Regions from separate parts of the Sus scrofa genome. Here region 2 is linked to region 1. The links are chromatin contacts, called in public Hi-C maps. All regions are on one chromosome and are shown on one strand. Each heading gives the region's core, a stretch centred on a gene start, on an enhancer-like site or on the middle of the called end of the contact. The rest is flanking DNA. Distances are from core to core; before and after follow the strand shown.

The links. Hi-C and Micro-C count contacts between places; a contact is called where the count stands out from the background.
Region 2: a Hi-C map of liver shows a contact between it and region 1, with 3 times the contacts expected there. The contact joins the promoter of GDPD2 here to the promoter of IGBP1 in region 1. A contact is called at or near these places in 2 of 47 Hi-C or Micro-C datasets (liver and mesenteric adipose tissue) and 1 of 2 datasets of contacts at active chromatin or transcription factors (skeletal muscle).

What each region holds. Positions count from the first base shown.
Region 1 is chrX:56,171,487-56,175,650 of Sscrofa11.1, reverse strand. It overlaps IGBP1 (immunoglobulin-binding protein 1), which reads right to left and starts at 1,878. Exons shown (of 6, transcript XM_001927370.5): 1 at 1,101-1,878; 2 at 425-718. The coding sequence starts at 1,291.
Region 2 is chrX:56,447,971-56,452,545 of Sscrofa11.1, reverse strand. It overlaps GDPD2 (glycerophosphoinositol inositolphosphodiesterase GDPD2), which reads right to left and starts at 3,116. Exons shown (of 16, transcript XM_003135152.4): 1 at 2,795-3,116; 2 at 1,048-1,161; 3 at 670-773; 4 at 301-394; 5 at 70-129. The coding sequence starts at 1,152.

The DNA of each region.
Region 1 (4,164 bases), core at 629-3,128:
AGGTCACATGATAAAGCTGTGCCAGGATGTTACACACCTGATCCAGTATTGCTGGAACAGAGCTTCTCAAACAATGGACCACAGATGGACTACAGCTACAAGATACTGTGCCCTCCAGATATACTTACCTCAGGGTACCACGTGAATATTGTTATGCTGCTACCTGAGAGAGAGTGGGAGACATTCTGCTATAAGCAATCGTAAGGTGCTAGGAGTCTGACGGTTAGATATGATCATCTCAACAAAGGCAGAGGCTTCTTGAAAAACTCAGGAGAGTTAGCTCTCACCATGGACTACGCTCAGTAAGAACCCAAAGAGTTTACATCAGTTTCCCAGCTCACCCCTGCCAGAAAAAACAAACCAAAAAAACATGCACCCCTCCCCTCCGATGGCACTGCCATTGAGCAGTCCTCAAATGACCCACCTCTCTATCTTAGCCTGTCTCTGAGATGCCATAGCAACGAGGCTAGGATAGGCCACGGAGGAATTAGCAGTGTTATTTTCTGCTGAGTTGGTCTTGGTTTTGGGCAGCTCAAACTCTGCCACATGATAGTATTGGCACTGAGTTAAATAGTTTGAAAAGTGTTCTCGAGCCCACTGCAAGTGTTCTAGACGTTTGCTGAGGTTGACTTGTTTCAAGGCGAACGCTCCTTGAAATGCTGGCACCATCAGGTACTTCAGGTCGGTGGAAGCAATCTCTTCCAAATCTTCATTTCGGCTGGAAAGAGCAAAGAGGAGGCTGTGAAGCCTGGTTGGGCATTCAAACTCCTCTCCTAGGAGGGGGGTGGGTGGGAGTGGGACAAAGGGAAAACGCACTGGGAACAGCTGCCGGCTTTCTACAATGAAAGCAGCTAGCTGAGCGCTCACGCCCAATGCCTATGCAAATAGCTGACACTAGGGAGCAGAGTCATGGGATCTTAACTATCTCGGAAGGGAGGTGGAGAATGTAAACAATGTACAAAAGATCGCAGTGGGAAATAGAAAGGAAAGGTTGCCGGTTCTAAAGTGCTCCTCCACCCCGGCTCAATGGCTCCACCCTGGGTAACCATTATTACCTGCGTTCTGAGCCGTTCTCAGCCGTTATTACCCTCTTCCCATACCTGAACAGGTCGAGCTGCGATAACATTTCGGCAGCCTTCTTCAGGAGGTCTAGTCCCTTGACCACTTTATCTTGGATTATGCGGGAGCCAGTGGGTTCAGTCGCTACTTCCACCTCATCCAGGAGCTGCTTGCTGGTTTCGAACAGTTCGGGGAGCCGCGGTAGCAGTAACTCATCTTCGGCTGCTGCCATCTTGAGGGAGGGAGGAACCCGGAGGATCTCACTTCCGGGGTCAAAGGCAACCTTGGTGGTAATGAGCTCGGAGAAAAGGGACAAAACCGGAAGGGGCACCGCATTGGTCCGGTAGCCCCATTGTTACACAAGCGGCTGAAAACTTCCGGAGGCGGCAGTTAACTGAGCCTAGCAACCGTTTCCACAGACTCATTTTACCAGGCTGCCTATTACAAGTAGTAGACATCTGTTACGAACACACACACGCAGACAAACAAGCAAACCCTAGGCGCCGCTTTTACGCTTGGCTCCTCGTCGCCACCCCGGGCTGGAAAGAAAATTTTCTTGTGGGCTCTGAGGCCGAGACCGAATAGGGAGCGAGGGCGGGCGCGCTCCATGAGCTGGCCAGTCCTGCGCCTTACCTCGCAAGGTGCTCCCTGGGCTAACCGGCCGGGACGGCCGGGGACTTGGCCTCCGCGACGCTCGCTCGGTGCGCAGGTCTACGCGTCCGAGCGCGAAGTGAGAGTAGCGCCCCCCTCCGGCTTCCGTCCACCCAGCAGCCGGAGAGCTGGGTTCCTCCCAGCCAATCCTCGTCCGCCCCCTTCCCAGTCACCCCTCCTACACACCACACCACACACCCACTCAAAAGTTACTTCCTCCGTGAAACCTTCCTTGAGCTCCTCTCCCCTGCCAAGTCACAGAAAATTTTCATTTTCTCTGCATCTCTATCAGAACACCTACCACTATTTCCGCTAGTGATTTACAAACCTATCTCCTGTGCCAGAATATTAATTTTTGCACCCCTCTGGCACTCATTAAGTGCCACAAACGTGAGCCTGATATCACCTGAATAAAAAATAAGTGATAGCTTTGGAAAGCAGCCCAGTTACACAGAACTGCGCTGCTTAATATGGTAGCCACTGGCCACATGGGGCCATTGAGCACTTGTCTGCGGCTCTTTTGAACTGAGATGTACTGTAAATATCAACTATACACCGGTTTTTGACAACTTATTATGAAAAAATATGAAGTATCTTAATTTTTACACTGACTACATGTTGAAATTCTAATGTTTTGTATGTATTGGGGTAAATATATTATTAAAATTAATTTCACTTGTGTATTTTCACTTTTTTAATGTGCCTACTAGGAAACTTAGAATTACATATCAGGCTCACGTTTGTGGCTCATATTACATTTCTATTGGACAGCGCTGATGTAAAAATATAATTCCAGGACTTTGAAAGAAGGGACCACATTCCTTTGAACAAGTCAATATAAATATATACTGATTACCTAAGGACACCCCCGAGGTATCCTAGGAGAATTAAGTAAAACACATGCTACCTGCTCTGGAAAATAAGCTTTTAAAACTAAATATATTTTAACTATCATTGAGAAGAAAAAATTTTCCATGTAAAAACAACTAGAGGGCAATATAGGACAGTATATAACTGGAAGATATGCTGTATTGCACAGGTTGTTGGAAAACCAAGAAATGACAAGAAGTCATTCTATGCCAGGAGTAGTCAGAAAGCTTCAAAGACATGACATTAGGTCATAGAATTTCAAAGTTGGAAGGGGACCTCAAAAATCAGAGGAAAAAGCTGAGACCAGATAAGTTAAGTGGCTTGCCCAACCAGTTGTCACAAAGCCAATGTCTTGCAGGTTCAACTGTTTTTACTCCATCCGTCTTAAATTGAGTAGGATTTAAAAGAATGGAGAGGCCTTTTATGTGGGACAGAAAGAAGCCCCAAGCTAAAACAGCGCTTGGCAAGAAGGAGAGGAGAGTGGGGCATAAGTGTGGGTTGAAAAAGCTTCCCAGGTGATTCTAATAAATCTCTTGCAATCTGCTTTAGAAGCTGAGGAGGAAGGGAGGCTCTGTCAAATTACCTATTTGATTTGTCTAGCACCTCTAATGACTCTAATAAACTGAACTTTCAGGGTCAGCCTTGGCCAGGAATACAAAGAAGAAAGATGGTACTTGTGGAGAAGAGTTAGAGAGTCAGTAATTGAGAGACTAAAGATAATTTGTTCTCGCACATTTGTTTGGATTATGACACAGCATTTACTATTACCTAAGAGAAAAAAATAACATGCAGAATTTGAATTTGGTCCTGAACTTTGTAAGCCATTTTTCTATGGCTTTCAAAAGGACAGTCTTCATGAGGGTTGCCAATTACTTTCAGTGTATATTATATAATCAGATTATCATTTCAAATATTGCATTGCATCTTATTTTGAGATAATACCAAGATTAAAAAGTGGTTAGGAAAAAAGAAATAAGCTGTTTATTGTGCCTCTGTGTGTAAACATTTTTATCACATTAAATCCCTGTTGTGTATGGGAGTTTTTTTTTTAAATCTTGGTTTAGGGGAACTAGAAGGGCCCTTAGAAATCTTATAACGGTATTTAAACTTTTCGTGGTAGCAGAACTCTTTTTCCAAACCAAATTTTGGACAGGTCTATAATTTCTAAAAGGGCTGCTGTGTTTGAAGTGGATACACAGAAACCTGCTCTTTTCCCCAATTTGTGCAGTGGTACCCAAGGAACCAAAGCACCTCCCTCACTTCAGGGGATTCAAAGGGTCTAAGTAACACAGTATAGAAAGCACTAATCTAATGCAGTCCCCCCATTTAGCAAGTGAGGAAACCAGGGCCCTGAGAAGTTAGGTGACTTACCCAAGGTCACAGAGCTAGAGCAATGACTAACTGGGCAACAGTATACAGAGTGAGTTGGAACAGGGAAAACCCAGAGTCCAAGAAAACAGTAGGAAGCATCTTAAGAAATGAGATGCATCACTATAGAAATGAGATGACCTTTCAAGTATTTCCTGTTGTGACTCACTGATCGAATTGATAGATGTTCATTTGTCATGTGTGGATGAACACAGA
Region 2 (4,575 bases), core at 1,867-4,366, 280 kb before region 1:
GAATAGAATAGTTGGCCAAGCACTGGGCCCAGGGTGCCCTTCTCCTGCTCACTCCCGTTCAGACTCTACCTTGTGGACGGGGTGCAGATGCAGAGGCTGGCCACAGAGCCACAGGAGCAGGGCCAGGAGCTGGGGGCAGAGGTGGTAGGAGTCATAAGGTGCCAAGAGGGGTCACTGAATGGGCTATGCAGGCCAACGCCTCCCTCCAACCCTCCCCTTGGTGGCCCAGGTGAGAGGGTAGAGCTGAGCAGGAAGGAAGAAGGGCTGTTGGGGAGTTAGGGCAGCTGCCCCCGGACCCACCAAGAGCACAGATGCATACGTGACCAGGAGAGAGATGACCAGCAGGAATGCTGGGGACCAGTCCATCCAGTGTCCCCAGTGCTGGAACAGGAATCTGTGGGAGGAGAGAGGGAGGCGTCTGAGTAGAGGAAGGGTGGTAATAGTGGCCTGAGGGAAATTGGACTGGGTGGATCCAGGGCTGGAAGGGAGTGAGGGGAAGTCCTTCATGGGGTCAGGGGCTCCAAGGACTGGAGAGACTTCATGGAGGGATTTTCAAGGGAGGCTGGATGGGGGAGAGCTGGCCAGGGCTGGGCATGACTGAGCACCCAAGGGGTCCCAGGGTGGGGAGTAGGTTGACATGTCTGCCGAGGAAGCGAGTCTGTGACATACTCATTGAAGTTGTGCAGGTCATTGAGAAGGATGAGCCCGATGTACAGCCAGCCCAGGGAAAGGAGGAAGGTGAGGAAGAGCAGGCCGAACCAGATGCATTCGCACTGCAAAGAGGCAGGAGAGAAGCTCATAGCCGGATCTTCACTTCGGCTGAATCTGCAACGGATGGCAGCTCAGGGGGGCTTCCTGCCAAGCCTGGGGCTGCTCTGCTCTGTGGGCAGCTCTTCCTGTATTTGAGGGGAGCTTCCTCCTGGGGAGAGAAAGCCTCTTTCTCTCTTTCCCCACCCCTGCCTCTGAACACATCTGGTCTTTTTATCCCTTCCCAGGGATCTCTGCCTTGGACTTCCATCCACCATCCCCACCCCACCCATACTTCACCTTGTTGGTTTGTATCTTGTCTTTGGGGCATTTCCTCCAGTGGCAGCTATACAGACAGTGGAGGCAGCGGGCCCAGACAGAGCAGCAGCCGCGGGACTCGGCCATGGTGAGGGTCTAAATGAAGGGACACTTGGCTATCAGGGATCCTGACAGAAGACAGATCCCAGCCTCCCTTTCAGGATATTTGAGGAGCCCGGGGTTGGGGGGGGGAGGAGCAGAGGCCTGGGCTGCTGCTTGGCAACAGAGGTCACAGGGCAGGCCCAAGTGCCAGATTGGACGAGGAGTTAAGCAAAGGAGACAGTTTCCGGGGTCTTTCTTTCCCTTACTTCTGCATACCTGGAAAGTCAGTTAGACACCCAGGAGGTCCAGCCTCAGGGCAGGATACACACCCTCTCTCCAACTCCTCCCCTTTTAACAGCATCCCTATCTGGGGATGGAGTGCTTGACTGGGGTGGGGACTCTGGAGAAAGTGCCTGGGGTGGGGCAAACAGGGTTTAGCAAGTTGGGGCAGATCTGGCCAAGCTTCAGGTAGCTCTGAGATGCATTCTTCAACCACAGGAACCAAGGAGTAACCTGAAGCAGAGGCACCAGTTCTGACCTGGGGCTGAGGGAGGGCTGGCTAGTTGGCCAGTTGCTATGGATTCAGAGATTGTACACATCACAAGGCCCCAGCCTGAAAGATTCTCTGTCTCCACCTCCCAGGGGGCAGGGGGGCACTACCAATAAGGGGAAGCCTTGAGGGGGAACAGGTTGCCTGGGTCACTCCCTGCCTTCTGAAGGAACCCTTTTCCTGTGCGCACATACCTGGAAAATTTAAGCCCTTTCACCTCAGGTCCTGTCCCTTCCTGCCCAGCCATCTCCCCCACCCCAGCCAGGAACCCAGTTCCCGCCTTCCCCCTTTCAGGGGCCCCACCCTCTGAGGTCACTTTGGTGAAAGTACAACAAATACAGGGCAAAGGTGTGTATGGGGGTGTGGTTATCTTGGGGCAGGGGATCCCTGGACCTTGCACTTTGGGGTCATGCTGAGACCCAGATGGCTTACTGATTCCCAAACTAGGCTGGGTGTGTGGTTGTGATTCTCCATAAGAGGATGTGAGATTTGTGGCAGCATTTGAATGTGTGTACCCACTAGTGGCTGTCAGTAAAATGGGTTTCTAGGTGGCTTAGGGTATGTAAAGGGGCCTCTGGATACACCCAAAGGGAGTGTGGTCTGAGGAACATGACTCTTGCCTTGTCATCTGGGCTCGCCGGAGGCTGTGGGGTCTTGGGGTGCACAGTGGCTGGGCCCCTGGAAGAGAGGGTGTGGCTGCTCCTGAAACTGCACTTCTTACCCTATGCTGTCCTTAGAAAAGGAGGGTTGGGGTAGGGCATGAAGTTGGGGGGCTAGAGCTGGGGGTCGGGCTGGGAAGGAAACCTCTCCTCTCCCTGAGACTCCCTCCCAGGAAAAAGCCAACCCAAAGGGAGGCCCCTTGCCTCTTCCCATGCTGGGACTGGGTGGTAGCAGCCTGCAATCAGGGGCTCAGTCAGCATGGGTCCTGCCCCTACACCCAGACACAGCCTTCCAGGATCACACCTCCCTCCAGGAGCTATCTGTGGGATGGATGAGGATCTGAGCAGACAGAAAACTCCCAACAGGGAAGCTGTCCAGGGCTGCTCCTCAGTCCCTGGGCCCAGTCCCTGCCGGGAGGAGCCGGTCTCTGCCCCACCACTCCCGCCTGCGGCCCCCAGCCTTCCCGAACCCTCACACCTTTTCTCAGCGGCAGCTCTGCTCTGCTCTCTGCACTGCACAGCTTCCCAGCTCTTCTCCGAGTTGTCTGCCTCCTCCCTCTTCCAGTCCTTGGCTCAGCCCCACCAGTCAAACAGGTGGCACTGTTGCCACCTACAGGAGGCTATGTGGGTCCTCTCCCCAGGCCTGCAGCTACTCTTTGGCCCATGCCCGGCCAGGGTGGGAAGATGGGAGGGAGGACGGGGGAGGGCGAGCAGAACTGCTTCTTTACTCGCTGTCGGTCAGGGGGCTTGGGGTGAGGAATTCCTTTGTGCAGCCTTCCCCATCTCTCTGTCCCTCCTCCTGTTCCCCTCTCTGAGGCTTTGTCCCAGCTCAGGGAGGCGAGGGCTGAGGGCACGGGTGGGCGGGCGGGAAGCTGGGGGGAGGTAACCACACAACTTTGCAATGCAACTTGGCAGTGAGAAGGGGCCCAGCCAGCCCCTTGGGAAGGAGTGTGTGTGTGTGTGTGTGTGTGTGTGTGTGTGTGTGTGTGTGTGTGTGTAAGTCCAGCATCCAGACTCAAGCTCCCTGGAAGGATAGCCTTGCCTCATCAGCTTCCCTTTCCTCTTGAGATCCTGCTTTGACTTTTGCAAGGCGCATCTAGAAGAGACCTCAGAGTTGCAAGCCACTTCCAGTTTCACTGTTTCTGGACCAGGGGTCTCTATGGGCCCTGTGAGGCCTGGGTGTCATTAGCAGCCCTCCCCTTCGCCCCCCCCCCGCATCACCCTGGAAAGGAGATGCTCATTTAAGATGTGCTGAAATTTGCATCATTCCCGCTGACTTGACCCCAAGGCATCCAGTCTCTTTCCAAGCATCATTGGAGGAATGTATAGTGTTAGGGTCACTGGCTTTTGGAAGATGAACACATACAAAAGATGCTGTAACCACACAGCAGGAGAGGGATAGCCAGCACATTGTAGAGTCGGCTTAGCACTAGAGCACAGGGCTCTGGGTGGGCCAGGGACTGGGGGCTGGCTTGACTGATCTTCTCTCTCTACCTTTTGCCTGATGAAGCCTGGAGTCTAGCGAAGTGTTGGTGGGAAAGGATGCCTTCTCTAGGGATAAGCTCGGCTACCCCTCCCCCCAAACGCACTGGATTTGGAACAGCAAGAAGGAAGACTGGCTCTCTTATGCCAAGAGCTGGCCCCCCTCCTTCTCTGCCTTCCCATTGTATCCAGGGGCTCTAGTTGGCAATGGCAAAGGCTCCCTTGCTCCCTCCGCATTAAAATGCAAAGAGAAGCTGGGCTGCTTGCTGGCAGGAGGCCAGTGAGGGCTGCCGGGTCACTGAATCCTGCAGGCTTCGCTCTAGGCAGGTTGTCCTTTGGTTTCTTTTGCTCAGACTCTGTTGGACTCTGGAGGAGTCTTAGCTTTCGTGTGCTGAATTCTGGGGGGAAGCTTTGGGAGCTTTTTTGGGGGTGGGGGCTGGGATTCGGAATGGATGTGGATATGAAGCTCAGGGCTTGTGAGCTCCCCAGAAGGCTGCAGGGCCAGGGCTGGCTCCCTCTTCACCTTAAGCAGAGATGGAGAACCCAGGTGCAGAGTGAGGAGTAAGCTATGCACATACCCTTCCTCTTTCCTCTCAGAGGAGAAAGCAGGCAGCCAGTGCTGTGCTGGCTGGGGACTGGGCAGCAGTATGCTCCTATGCCCAGGTGATGCCAAATCAGGCCGCAAGGCATTAGGAATAGACACTGCTGCCATTCTAGAGTCACACAAGAGGCTGTGGTGTCAGATCTGGATTCAAGTCCTAGCTGTATTATTCAGTA